Regions from separate parts of the Salmo salar genome. Here region 2 is linked to region 1. A link is a contact called in public Hi-C data. All regions are on one chromosome and are shown on one strand. Each heading gives the region's core, a stretch centred on a gene start, on an enhancer-like site or on the middle of the called end of the contact. The rest is flanking DNA. Distances are from core to core; before and after follow the strand shown. Region 1 holds the start of ca4a (carbonic anhydrase IV a). Region 2 holds the start of vkorl (Vitamin K epoxide reductase complex subunit 1-like protein 1).

Region 1 (6,471 bases), core at 2,806-5,305:
TATGACCAGGTGAGAGGCTTCCCCGAAAATGACCAGGTGAGAGGCTTCCCCGAAAATGACCAGGTTAGAGGCTTCCCCGAAAATGACCAGGTGAGAGGCTTCCCCGAAAATGACCAGGTGAGAGGCTTCCCCGAAAATGACCAGGTGAGAGGCTTCCCCGAAAATGACTAGGTGAGAGGCCAAGGTGGACAGACAGGTCAGGAGGGGAAACATACTACAGAGATGGGGAGAACAGGAGAAAGTGTAATCCTTTTGTAATGTTCTGGTTGTTCCATGTTGTTGCTGTGGGAAACCCTAGTGGTACGGAGAGGGACAGTAGAATGGAAACCCTAGTGGTACGGAGAGGGACAGTAGAATAGAAACCCTAGTGGTACGGAGAGGGACAGTAGAATAGAAACCCTAGTGGTACGGAGAGGGACAGTAGAATAGAAACCCTAGTGGTACGGAGAGGGACAGTAGAATAGAAACCCTAGTGGTACGGAGGGGGACAGTAGAATGGAAACCCTAGTGGTACGGAGAGGGACAGTAGAATGGAAACCCTAGTGGTACGGAGAGGGACAGTAGAATAGAAACCCTAGTGGTACAGAGGGGGACAGTAGAATGGAAACCCTAGTGGTACAGAGGGGGACAGTAGAATGGAAACCCTAGTGGTACAGAGGGGGACAGTAGAATGGAAACCCTAGTGGTACAGAGAGGGACAGTAGAATGGAAACCCTAGTGGTACAGAGGGGGACAGTAGAATGGAAACCCTAGTGGTACAGAGGGGGACAGTAGAATGGAAACCCTAGTGGTATGGAGAGGGACAGTAGAATGGAAACCCTAGTGGTACGGAGAGGGACAGTAGAATGGAAACCCTAGTGGTACAGAGGGGGACAGTAGAATGGAAACCCTAGTGGTACAGAGTGGGACAGTAGAATGGAAACCCTAGTGGTACAGAGTGGGACAGTAGAATGGAAACCCTAGTGGTACAGAGGGGGACAGTAGAATGGAAACCCTAGTGGTACAGAGAGGGACAGTAGAATGGAAACCCTAGTGGTACAGAGTGGGACAGTAGAATGGAAACCCTAGTGGTACAGAGGGGGACAGTAGAATGGAAACCCTAGTGGTACGGGGGGACAGTAGAATGGAAACCCTAGTGGTACAGAGGGGGACAGTAGAATGGAAACCCTAGTGGTACAGAGGGGGACAGTAGAATGGAAACCCTAGTGGTACGGGGGGGACAGTAGAATGGAAACCCTAGTGGTACAGAGAGGGACAGTAGAATGGAAACCCTAGTGGTACAGAGGGGGACAGTAGAATGGAAACCCTAGTGGTACAGAGGGGGACAGTAGAATGGAAATCCCAATGTGGTACAGAGTGGGACAGTAGAATGGAAACCCTAGTGGTACAGAGGGGGACAGTAGAATGGAAACCCTAGTGGTACGGGGGGGACAGTAGAATGGAAACCCTAGTGGTACAGAGAGGGACAGTAGAATGGAAACCCTAGTGGTACAGAGGGGGACAGTAGAATGGAAACCCTAGTGGTACGGAGAGGGACAGTAGAATAGAAACCCTAGTGGTACAGAGGGGGACAGTAGAATGGAAACCCTAGTGGTACGGAGAGGGACAGTAGAATAGAAACCCTAGTGGTACAGAGGGGGACAGTAGAATGGAAACCCTAGTGGTACGGAGGGGGACAGTAGAATGGAAACCCTAGTGGTACGGAGGGGGACAGTAGAATGGAAACCCTAGTGGTACAGAGGGGGACAGTAGAATGGAAACCCTAGTGGTACAGAGGGGGACAGTAGAATGGAAACCCTAGTGGTACAGAGAGGGACAGTAGAATGGAAACCCTAGTGGTACAGAGGGGGAGAGTAGAATGGAAACCCTAGTGGTACAGAGGGGGACAGTAGAATGGAAACCCTAGTGGTACAGAGGGGGACAGTAGAATGGAAACCCTAGTGGTACGGAGGGGGACAGTAGAATGGAAACCCTAGTGGTACGGAGGGGGACAGTAGAATGGAAACCCTAGTGGTACGGAGGGGGACAGTAGAATGGAAACCCTAGTGGTACAGAGGGGGACAGTAGAATGGAAACCCTAGTGGTACAGAGGGGGACAGTAGAATGGAAACCCTAGTGGTACGGGGGGGACAGTAGAATGGAAACCCTAGTGGTACAGAGGGGGACAGTAGAATGGAAACCCTAGTGGTACAGAGGGGGACAGTAGAATGGAAACCCTAGTGGTACGGGGGGGACAGTAGAATGGAAACCCTAGTGGTACGGGGGGGACAGTAGAATGGAAACCCTAGTGGTACAGAGAGGGACAGTAGAATGGAAACCCTAGTGGTACAGAGGGGGACAGTAGAATGGAAACCCTAGTGGTACAGAGGGGGACAGTAGAATGGAAACCCTAGTGGTACAGAGGGGGACAGTAGAATGGAAACCCTAGTGGTACAGAGGGGGACAGTAGAATGGAAACCCTAGTGGTACAGAGAGGGACAGTAGAATGGAAACCCTAGTGGTACAGAGGGGGGACAGTAGAATGGAAACCCTAGTGGTACAGAGAGGGACAGTAGAATGGAAACCCTAGTGGTACAGAGGGGGACAGTAGAATGGAAACCCTAGTGGTACAGAGGGGGACAGTAGAATGGAAACCCTAGTGGTACAGAGGGGGACAGTAGAATGGAAACCCTAGTGGTACAGAGGGGGACAGTAGAATGGAAACCCTAGTGGTACAGAGGGGGACAGTAGAATGGAAACCCTAGTGGTACAGAGGGGGACAGTAGAATGGAAACCCTAGTGGTACGGAGGGGGACAGTAGAATGGAAACCCTAGTGGTACAGAGGGGGACAGTAGAATGGAAACCCTAGTGGTACAGAGGGGGACAGTAGAATGGAAACCCTAGTGGTACAGAGGGGGACAGTAGAATGGAAACCCTAGTTGGACAGAGGGGGACAGTAGAATGGAAACCCTAGTGGTACAGAGGGGGACAGTAGAATGGAAACCCTAGTGGTACAGAGGGGGACAGTAGAATGGAAACCCTAGTGGTACAGAGGGGGGCAGTAGAATGGAAACCCTAGTGGTACAGAGGGGGACAGTAGAATGGAAACCCTAGTGGTACAGAGGGGGACAGTAGAATGGAAACCCTAGTGGTACAGAGGGGGACAGTAGAATGGAAACCCTAGTGGTACAGAGGGGGGCAGTAGAATGGAAACCCTAGTGGTACAGAGGGGGGCAGTACTATTAAGCATATTTGAAGAGGGGTTGAAAATGAAAACGATAAACAGAAGGAACCTTATTAAGTGCTTCAAATGTTACAAGAATGTCACAGTACTGAGCCCAACCTAACCGAGCTGTACTGGGCTGACCTGCTTACCAATCCACCATCGGTTCCTTTTCAGCACAGTAGCAGCTATCGGAGCAGCACAGCTTGGGTCGGGCATATTGTGCTTGTGTGTGTCCATGGTGGAGAGGTATTCCCCCTCTGGAAAGAGCATGTTACTGGGTTACAGGCAGGTTATAGCAACCTGTAACCCAGTACCATGCTCATTTCAGAGGGGAAATACCTCTCCACCATGGACACACACACAGACCCTGGCCTGCTGGATGTTTATCAACTCTCTGTCATCTTTCTGAGGTATCCACCGTATCCAGTAGGACAGTGATATTTAAAGTCGGGGTCAGAACAAATATACAGGATATATATTTGGGGTGGTAGGTAGCCCAGCGGTTAAAGAGTTGGATCTGTAGCTGAAAGGTGTCCGGTTCGATACCTGGGGCCGGGCGCTGGAAAAGGTGCTGATAACTGGAGGGCTGCTGGGTTCACATCCTCAAGACATTCCCCTACCATTGGTCCTTGAGCAAGGCCCTTGACCCCACAGCATGCTCTCCATTCAAGAGAGGTGTACTGCAGCTTGAACCTGTGCTTGACTCAACTGTTATGTGTGCTGGGGAGGGGGGGACAATAAAGTTGTATTGTTTGTGATATGCTGCTTAAGTAAATCAGAGGTAGTCTCTCAGAGGTAATCTCTACCTGCATGGTGTTCGTTTAGTGGCAGACGTTTAACACGCCCTCTCGTGTACAGTTGTTCGATTAGAGAAGATATCGGTTGAGGATGTTCAATAGAAGTAATATCCGAGGGGGAGGGGCCAGGGGTGGGCTGTTTCCTGTTGAGTAGGATGATAGATAAGTATAAGACCCTCTTGGAAGAAGAATGCGATCACATTGAAAAAAAATACTCATTGTGTTGTTGCCCTGCGCCGCTCGAACCTGGCAGAGACGCTCTCCAAAATGCAGCATCCCATCCTGGCCGTTTTTCTGGCATCCTTTTTAAAAATCTGCGCCGGTGCAGGTGAGTCGATTTTTAATTAATTGTATTCTGAACTTGGAATGAAAGCTGTAATATCTGTATAAACTATACAATCGTTCAATAAATTAGATTTGTGAATCTAATTTTCATAAATAAACGGGGAAACTAAAAATATATTGATAAGTAGGAATTTACTTATTGTATAGTAAAAATATATATATATATGTATATATATATATATACTAGGTCAATAAATATATATGTAAAAATTATTTTGTAGTCAAACTTATCCAATGTAAGTAAACAGGCGACAACGTACTAATTTCCTACCATTCAAAGCTTTGAGGTAAAATAGTGAGATCACATTACATCCTCTGATCATCCTCTGATTAGCCTATTTATTCATGATGTACCTGATCATTGTTCCGTTTTGAAAGACAGACTACTGATTTCCATTTACATTGTTGATGTTGTAATTGAGGGTTTACATGTATTTTTTTATTTTTATTAAACGGCAACAAATATATTTATTTCATATTTGATAAGCTTTCAAGCATAGGTTTATTAAAATATACCAAGTAGACCAATAACACGTTAAAAACAACTGGTTGAAGTCAGTTTTAGCTGTTATATTTTTGGTATAAGTTCTTTGAAGTTGAAATTACCTTTCATTTGGAAAGGTCCTGTTTGGCTTTATAAAATCCAATGTCGGCGAGCCGCCTCTCAGATATCATCCAATGTTATATTTCAGCATCTATGAAATTGAAAACACTTCTCAGGCTAACTTGATATATATATTTTAAAAAAAACGTATGTAGGATACTACCTTATGATCACAACTAGCCTGAAACATGAAAGAGATGCTTCCGTCCCGCGCACCGCATATCATCACCGCCAAACGCGCGCGTAAATGCGATTCAACACCTGCCATCATGTCCATCATCGAGATTTCACACGCGTTGCTGGCAGAGAGATCCACCGTTCTCCATCCCCTCACCAGGAAAGCACTGTGGCACAGTAAAGTTCAAAGACATACAGTGAAACTAAAGTGTCTCTGTCTGTCAACAAATCAATATGCCAAAGGTGTCAGCTTTGAGGTGTTAACATGATGACCGCTAGATTATGCTGGTCAACTATTAAAAGAAAACGAACAGAGAAGCAGAATCGGATTTTGAAAACAGCTCCGTTATATCAAGCGATCCCCATTCATTCTTCCACGTGCACCTGCACCCTATACGGAATTCAGCACGAGCCAATGAGAGAGACTTGCGTGCTTGCCGCAACGAGACGCAGCATGAGCTCCAAAAAACAAGCTGCGGATAAACGCTAAATCTCTACAAACGTTTTCATGGGAAAAACACACGAGAACTCACATCTTATACAGGTAGGTCTAACGGTTTCATTGACAAAAAATACATGATCTGTTGGCTTTCCCCAGTTGTGAAATGGGTAACGCGCTCAGGAACTATAGGCTGCATGAGGCTGCCTGCTCTGCGGATGTCGAGTACATCGTGCTGTCCCCACTGAGAACGAAATTGGATACCATACTATTTGGATGAAGATAGCAGCCACAAAAGTAAATATCATGCTACGTTGCTTTTGCATCTGATAAGAAGATGCCTTTGACCTTGAGCTTTCACTATTTGAATCCACACAACAACAAAAAATCCCCGTATGCCAATTCACCAATTGCTCCCCAAGTCATAGCCTATCAAATAGCTACATCACATTATATCAAAAATATTTTCTCAAGTGGGCAAATGCAGATGGTTGAACTGGTTGGTTTGTGCACTGTCTGATGTCACTTCTGCTCTTTGGGGCTCACGAGCGGCGCAGCTGCTAAGGCACTGCATCTCAGTGCTAGAGGCGTCATTACAGACACCCTGGTTCGAATCCAGGCTGTATCACAACCGACCGTGATTGGGAGTCCCATAGGGCGGCGCACAATTGGCCCAGCGTCGTCCGGGTTTGGCCGCTGTATACCGTCATTGTAAATAACAATTGATTCTTAACTGACCAATAAAAATGATAGAGGAATTGTTCCCTTTGCATCCCAAAAGACACACTGACCTCATGCCAACCACTTGAATATCACCAAAGCCCCATTTGCTATATCATCTGTAAACCTTTGATTATTATGGTTCTTTCATATCCCCTTGTAATTCAGCCTAGTCTCATAGAC
Region 2 (6,471 bases), core at 2,707-5,206, 170 kb after region 1:
GAGTCATGCGTGGGCCAAAGCATGACCCTACTAACTGCCAGCTTAACCAGGAAGCCAGCCGCACCAACATGTCAGAGGAAACATCATTTAACTGGCGACCTGGGTCAGGCTGCAGCCCACCACAAGTAGTTGCTAAAGCCCCACCGGCCAAACCCTCCCCTAAACCGGGCGATGCTGGACCACAGCCATGGACAAGGCCTGCACAGCCATGGACAAGGCCTGCACAGCCATGGACAAGGCCTGCACAGCCATGGACAAGGCCTGCACAGCCATGGACAAGGCCTGCACAGCCATGGACAAGGCCAGCTGACAAGGCCTGCACAGCCATGGAGAAGGCCAGCTGAAAAGACTAGAGCTGACTGTCAGGCAGTGTGGTTAGGTTGACAGGGCATTCGGACACTACTCAGACCCCTTGACTGTTTCCACATTTTGTTACGTTACAGCCTTATTCTAAAATGGATTCCATTGATGAGGGGGAAAAAACACACACAATACCCCATAATGGCAAAGCAAAAACAGGTTGTTTTTTGTGTGCACATTTATTAAAAATAAAACTTAAATATCACATTTAGATTAGTATTCGGACCCTTTACTATGTACTTTGTTGAAGCACACCTGGCAGCGATTACAGAGTCTTCTTGGGTATGATGCTACAAGCTTGGCACACCTGTATTTGGGGAGTTTCTCTCATTCTTCTCTGGAGATCCTCTCAAGCTCTGTCAGGTTGGATGTGGACCGTTGCTGCGTAGCTATTTTCAGGTCTCTCCAGAGATCTTCGATTGGGTTCAAGTCCGGGCTCTGGCTGGGCCACTCAAGGACATTCAGAAACTTGTCCCGAAGCCACTCGTGCGTTGTCTTGGTTGTGTGCTTAGGGTCGTTGTCCTGTTGGAGTTCGTCAGACCAGAGAATCTTGTTTCTCATGGTCTAAGGGTCCTTTAGGTGCCTTTTGGCAAACTCCAACCTGCCATGTGCCTTTTACTGAGGAGTGGCTTACGTCTGGCCACTCTACCGTAAAGGCCTGATTGGTGGAGTGCTGCAGAGATGGTTGTCCTTCTGGAAGGTTCTCCCATCTCCACAGTGGAACTCTAGAGCTCGGTCAGTGACCATCTGGTTCTTGGTCACCTCCCTGACCAAGGCCCTTCTCCCACGATTGCTCAGTTTGGCTGAGCGGGCAGCTCTTAGAAGAGTCTTGGTGGTTCCAAACTTCTTCCAATTCAGAATGGAGGCCACTGTGTTCTTTGGGACCTTCAATGCTGCAGAAATGTTTTGGTACCTTTCCCCAGATCTGTGCCGACACAATCCTGTCTCGGAGCTCTGCGGACAATTCCTTCGACCTCATGGCTTGGTTTTTGCTCTGATGTGCACTGTCAATTGTGGGACATTATATAAACAATTGAATTTACAACAGGTGGACTCCAATCAAATTGTAGAAACATTTCAAGGATTATCAATGGGAACAGGATGCACCTGAGCTCAATTTTGAGTCTCATTGCAAAGGGTCTGAATACTTATGTAAATAAGGTGTTTTTTTTATACATTTCCAAAAATGTCTAAAAATCTGTTCTCTCTTTGTCATTATGGGGTAGTGTGTGTATATTGATGAAGGAAAACATTACTTTAATCCATTTTAGAATAAGGCTGTAACGTAACAAAATGTGGAAAAAGTCCAGGGGTCTGAATACTTTCCAAATGCACTGTATACAACCAATGGAGAAGCCCAGCTGAAAAGGCTAAGCCTATACAACCATGGAAAGGTCCAGCTGAGGTCTGGTGTGAACAACTTGGAATATGGATACCAAGTCAAATCCTATGAGAAAATGTCATGACAGTTACACTGACTCTCAAAAAGACTTCTATGAGCAAGCCACTGATACCTAAAGAAGGCATTACAATGACTTTTCCAAGAATGCTAACCAAGGTTATTGGGCGAATGTCTTTTAGTATTTATAATTGGATTCCCCTGTAGCTCAGTTGGTAGTGCATGGCGCTTGCAACGCCAGGGTTGTGGGTTCGTTTCCCACGGGGGCCAGTATTTAAGAGCGTCTGCTAAATGACTAAAATGTAAATGATAACAGTTCTGGTCTAGCAGTTTTATGCTACATTGTAAATGATATAGGCCTCCTTTCCTATAGGGTTCATTTGTTTAGTTCACAGACATGCCACACAGACCAAAAGCATCCAGTCTCTTTTCTCTCTCTCTCTCTGCTATAGAAAATTAAAAAAAGCTCTCCCTCGAGACAAAATACTGTTTATTATGCCACTATAAGTTAACAGGTTTAGGTTGGGTGTTATTCAAAGCATCATGATGGCCTTCGGCAGGCAGAGTGTGGTTGAGAAACTTAAGGTCTCATCACGTGTTGTTCTCATGACTCCAGCACCATCAGAGACCTGACTTTGCCTGTCCACATTAAACACCAAACAGGAGCGTCATGTCATATAATCATGGGAGCTACCCCAACATCACATGGCAAGTTGAACTGACAGATGAAATCCAAACAGGTCATGTGACTTCAGTTGTCGTCAATGTAACATTTGCATTTCCCAATCTAAGGAACAGGTTGTTCATATTGTCATTGACATATTACAGCTGACAATTCAACTATTCTCAATGAGGGCAGAAATCGGGAAAGTATATTTGATATATAGTTAATGGTCCTATACAAATGTAGCCTACAGTTTCTAGTTAAAATCAGTTTTAGATATTGGAAAACGTGCTTGAGGTTCTCTCTCCAACTTATTTCATGTGTTACACGTTAGATTAGACAGCTGATTCACACGTTTAGACAAACTACACAAAACTGGCTGAATGGTTACGCCGATCTCGTCTCGCTAGCTCGGCTAGCTTAGTAACTAGCCAATGTTAGTTTGCTGCCGGCGGTGGCGCCGTATTCGCTAGCTAGTTGGCTAATTTAGCAATCTAATGAAAGCAATATGTGTTTAGAAGTTTGAATTATAAAAATGTGTAACATGTGCATCCATGCAAATGAAGAAAAAAAAACACCACTTCCTGGCATCTAGCAAACAAACAGACAGTTAGTAGCTAGCTAGCGTTAGTTGCTGGCTGGTGAATAAGTAGCGTAGCGTTAGCAATTTGGCTAAACAACTAACGTTACACTAGCTTCTACAGTAAAACATGCCAGCCTAAGTTTGTTATCAACAGTATGCAAGCTTCTGATTATAACTTTTGGACGTTTTTTGGGGGCGAAAACCATTGCATTTTTTTTTTTTTTTACAGAAATTGTAAAGTGTACTAAAGAAGAGGTGCATACGAAAGAAGAAAAAATATATATATATATATATTTGACAGTTCAGCCCGCGCAGCCGTTCCCACAATGCCACCCAGTCTCATTCAGAGAGCCGCTGGTGAATTCAAATTACCTGGAGGTGAAGACTTTTGAACAGCTGATAGAATTGCTCACGTCGCACATGGCCCGATAATTCGAGTCTCTAGACTTTTCCGTTTCCACGTGAAAAGCGTATATGGACAACAATATACCCAAGACGCAAACAAGGAGCCTGGCTATTCTTTCCCATCGAGGGGTGGACACTCTCAGGACGGGCGCCGCCATCTTTCTCCGGCCTTACTCGAGTCGTACACGCAACCGCTTACCATTGGGGACAACGAGAACTGCGACGTGGAAAAGCGTCAGAACGTGCCACACCAACAGGGCAGGGGCGTGTCACCGTCTCGCCACCCCTCGTCTACAGTACAATGGCCTGTCAAATGCCAATACAGAAAATCTGTTTGTGTAGATATAAACATTTGCAGCAAAATGTTTCCATACCATACCTGTAACAGTCTGACTGTATTTATCACATTGCTGGTCAGCTAGACTTTGTCCTGGTCTATGATTTTTTTAAACTATAGCTCTATCTAAGAGTTGAAGCTGCCTTTGTCCTTGCACTCTGAGACCAATCTAATCTATTACAAAAATAAATAAATAAATACATTCAATGAACATGTATGGCAATCCCCTCATGCCTCTGCGCAAGAGTAGCATCTTTAAAATGTTTTTTTTTTGCCAGTGGGGTCATACTGCCTCCTAGTGTCTCAGCCGTGTACTGTTTTTATTTATTTATTTATTTATTTATTTATTTAACCTTTATTTAACCAGGTAGGCAAGTTGAGAACAAGTTCTCATTTACAATTGCGACCTGGCCAAGATAAAGCAAAGCAGTTCGACAACATACAACAACACAGAGTTACACATGGAGTAAAACAAAACATACAGTCAATAATACAGTAGAAAAATAAGTCTATATACAATCTGTTAGATATTAGAGTTTGAGATCATTTCTAATGAAACATATACTGAGTTAAACATAGGAGTTTGTCTCTCTACAAATCAAATCAAAGTTTATTGCTCACGTCCACAGATTTGCCGGCGTTATGGCAGGTGCAGCGAAAAGCTTGTTACTAGCTCCAACAGTGAAGTAGAATTTGATTTAACTAGGCAAGTCAGTTCCAAAACAAATTCTTATTTACAATGACAGCCTAGGAACAGTGGATTAACTGCCTTGTTCAGAATGACAGATTTTTTCATTAACTTTGTCAGCTCAGTGATTTGATCTAGCAACCTTTGGGTCAACTGGTCCAATGCTCTTACCACTAGGCTACCTGCCATCCCAAAAAGGCTTGCAAATACAATACACATGGAATGTGAAAGTGGACATATGTTTACTGGACATGTCTAGATTGTACTCGCATTGCCCAGTTTGCAGTCTACAGCCAACAGACATATTTAATACTGTGTCGTCATGATAGATTTACAATTCAACTGCATGTATCTGGGTATAGGGATTGCAGTGGTGACCCGTCATTCAGGGCAGCAGAGGTAACTCAGGGTCTTCCTTTCCTGTGGCGGACCTCATGAGAGCCAGTTTCATCATAGCACTTGATGGTTTTTGCAACTGCACTTGAGGGAACTTTAAAAGTTCTTGACATTTTCCAACTTGACTGACCTTCATGTCTTAAAGTAGTGATGGTCTGCCATTTCTCTTTGCTTATTTGAGCTGTTCTTGTCATAATATGGACTTGGTCTTTTACCAAATAGGGCTATCTTCTGTATACCACCCCTACCTTGTCACAACACAACTGATTGGCTCAAACGCATTAAGAAGGAAATAAATTCCACAAATTAACTTGTAACAAGGCTCACCTGTTAATTGAAATGCATTCCAGGTGATTACCTCATGAAGCTGGTCGAGAGAATGCCAAGAGTGTGCAAAGTTGTCATCAAGGCAAAGGGTGGCTAATTTGAAGAATCTAAAATCTAAAATATATTTTGATTTGTATAACACTTTTTTGGTTACTATATGATTTCAAATGTGGTCTGTCATAGTTTTTATGTCTTCACTATTATCCTACAATGTAGAAAATACAAAAAGTAAAGAAAACCCCTTGAATGAGTAGGTGTAACCAACATTTTTATTGGTACAAAACAAATATTCAAAACTCCTTGCACACACTCTTGGCATTCTCTCAACCAGCTTCACCTGGAATGCTTTTCCAACAGTCTTGAAGGAGTTCCCACATATGCTGAGTACTTGTTGGCTGCTTTTCCTTCACTCTGTGGTCCAACTCATCCCAAACCATCTCAATTGGGATGAGGTCAGGTGATTGTAGAGGTCAGGTCATCTGATGCAGCACTCCATCACTCTCCTTCTTGGTCAAATAGCCCTTACACAGCCTGGAGGTGTGTTTTGAGTCAGTGTCCTGTTGAAAAACAAATGATAGTCTTACTAAGCCCAAACCAGATGGGATGACGTATCGCTGCAGAATGCTGTGGTAGCCATGCTGGTTAAGTGTTCCTTGAATTCTAAATAAATCACAGACAGTGTCACCAGCAAAGCACCCCCACACCATAACACCTCCTCCATGCTCCATGGTGGGAACCACACATGCGGAGATTATCCGTTCACCTACACTGCGTTTCACAAAGACACGTCAGTTGGAACCAAAAATCTCAAATTTGGACTCATCAGACCAAAGGACAGATTTCCACAAGTCTAATGTCCATTGCTCCTGTTTCTTGGCCGAAGCAAGTCTCTTTTTCTTATTGGTGTCCTTTAGTAGTGGTTTCTTTGCAGCAATTCGACCATGAATTTGCCTGATTCACGCAGTCTCAGACAATCAGTTCTCCATGACAACACAATCATAAACAACAGAGTAGGGCTGGCTAATAAGTCCTTCGTTTTAGGGTTATGCTCAGGTAAAACAATATTCTTGAAGATTGGAATGACTGGAATACTGATAGACTTTGTTTTTTAATGTAAGGAAATAATTTAATCGTAATATTATATGTAGTAGAAAGCGGTGGGTTAGAAGAAGCCTACATAACCAACCCATAAAGTAAAATGTAACATCCATATATGGCCAGCTATGTAAACTTTAACATTGATTTATCCTGCAAATAGATGTCGTTCTATTGGAAACATACACTTTTGTCTTCTTCTAATGCCTCATAAGGT

The links. Hi-C and Micro-C count contacts between places; a contact is called where the count stands out from the background.
Region 2: a Hi-C map of muscle shows a contact between it and region 1, with 3 times the contacts expected there. The contact joins the promoter of vkorl here to the promoter of ca4a in region 1. A contact is called at or near these places in 2 of 3 Hi-C or Micro-C datasets (gill and muscle).

What each region holds. Positions count from the first base shown.
Region 1 is chrssa04:82,827,643-82,834,113 of Ssal_v3.1, forward strand. ca4a (carbonic anhydrase IV a) reads left to right here and starts at 4,056. Exons shown (of 8, transcript XM_014198217.2): 1 at 4,056-4,331. The coding sequence starts at 4,271.
Region 2 is chrssa04:82,993,761-83,000,231 of Ssal_v3.1, forward strand. vkorl (Vitamin K epoxide reductase complex subunit 1-like protein 1) reads right to left here and starts at 3,957. Exons shown (of 1, transcript NM_001146431.1): 1 at 2,814-3,957. The coding sequence starts at 3,569. The coding sequence ends at 3,375.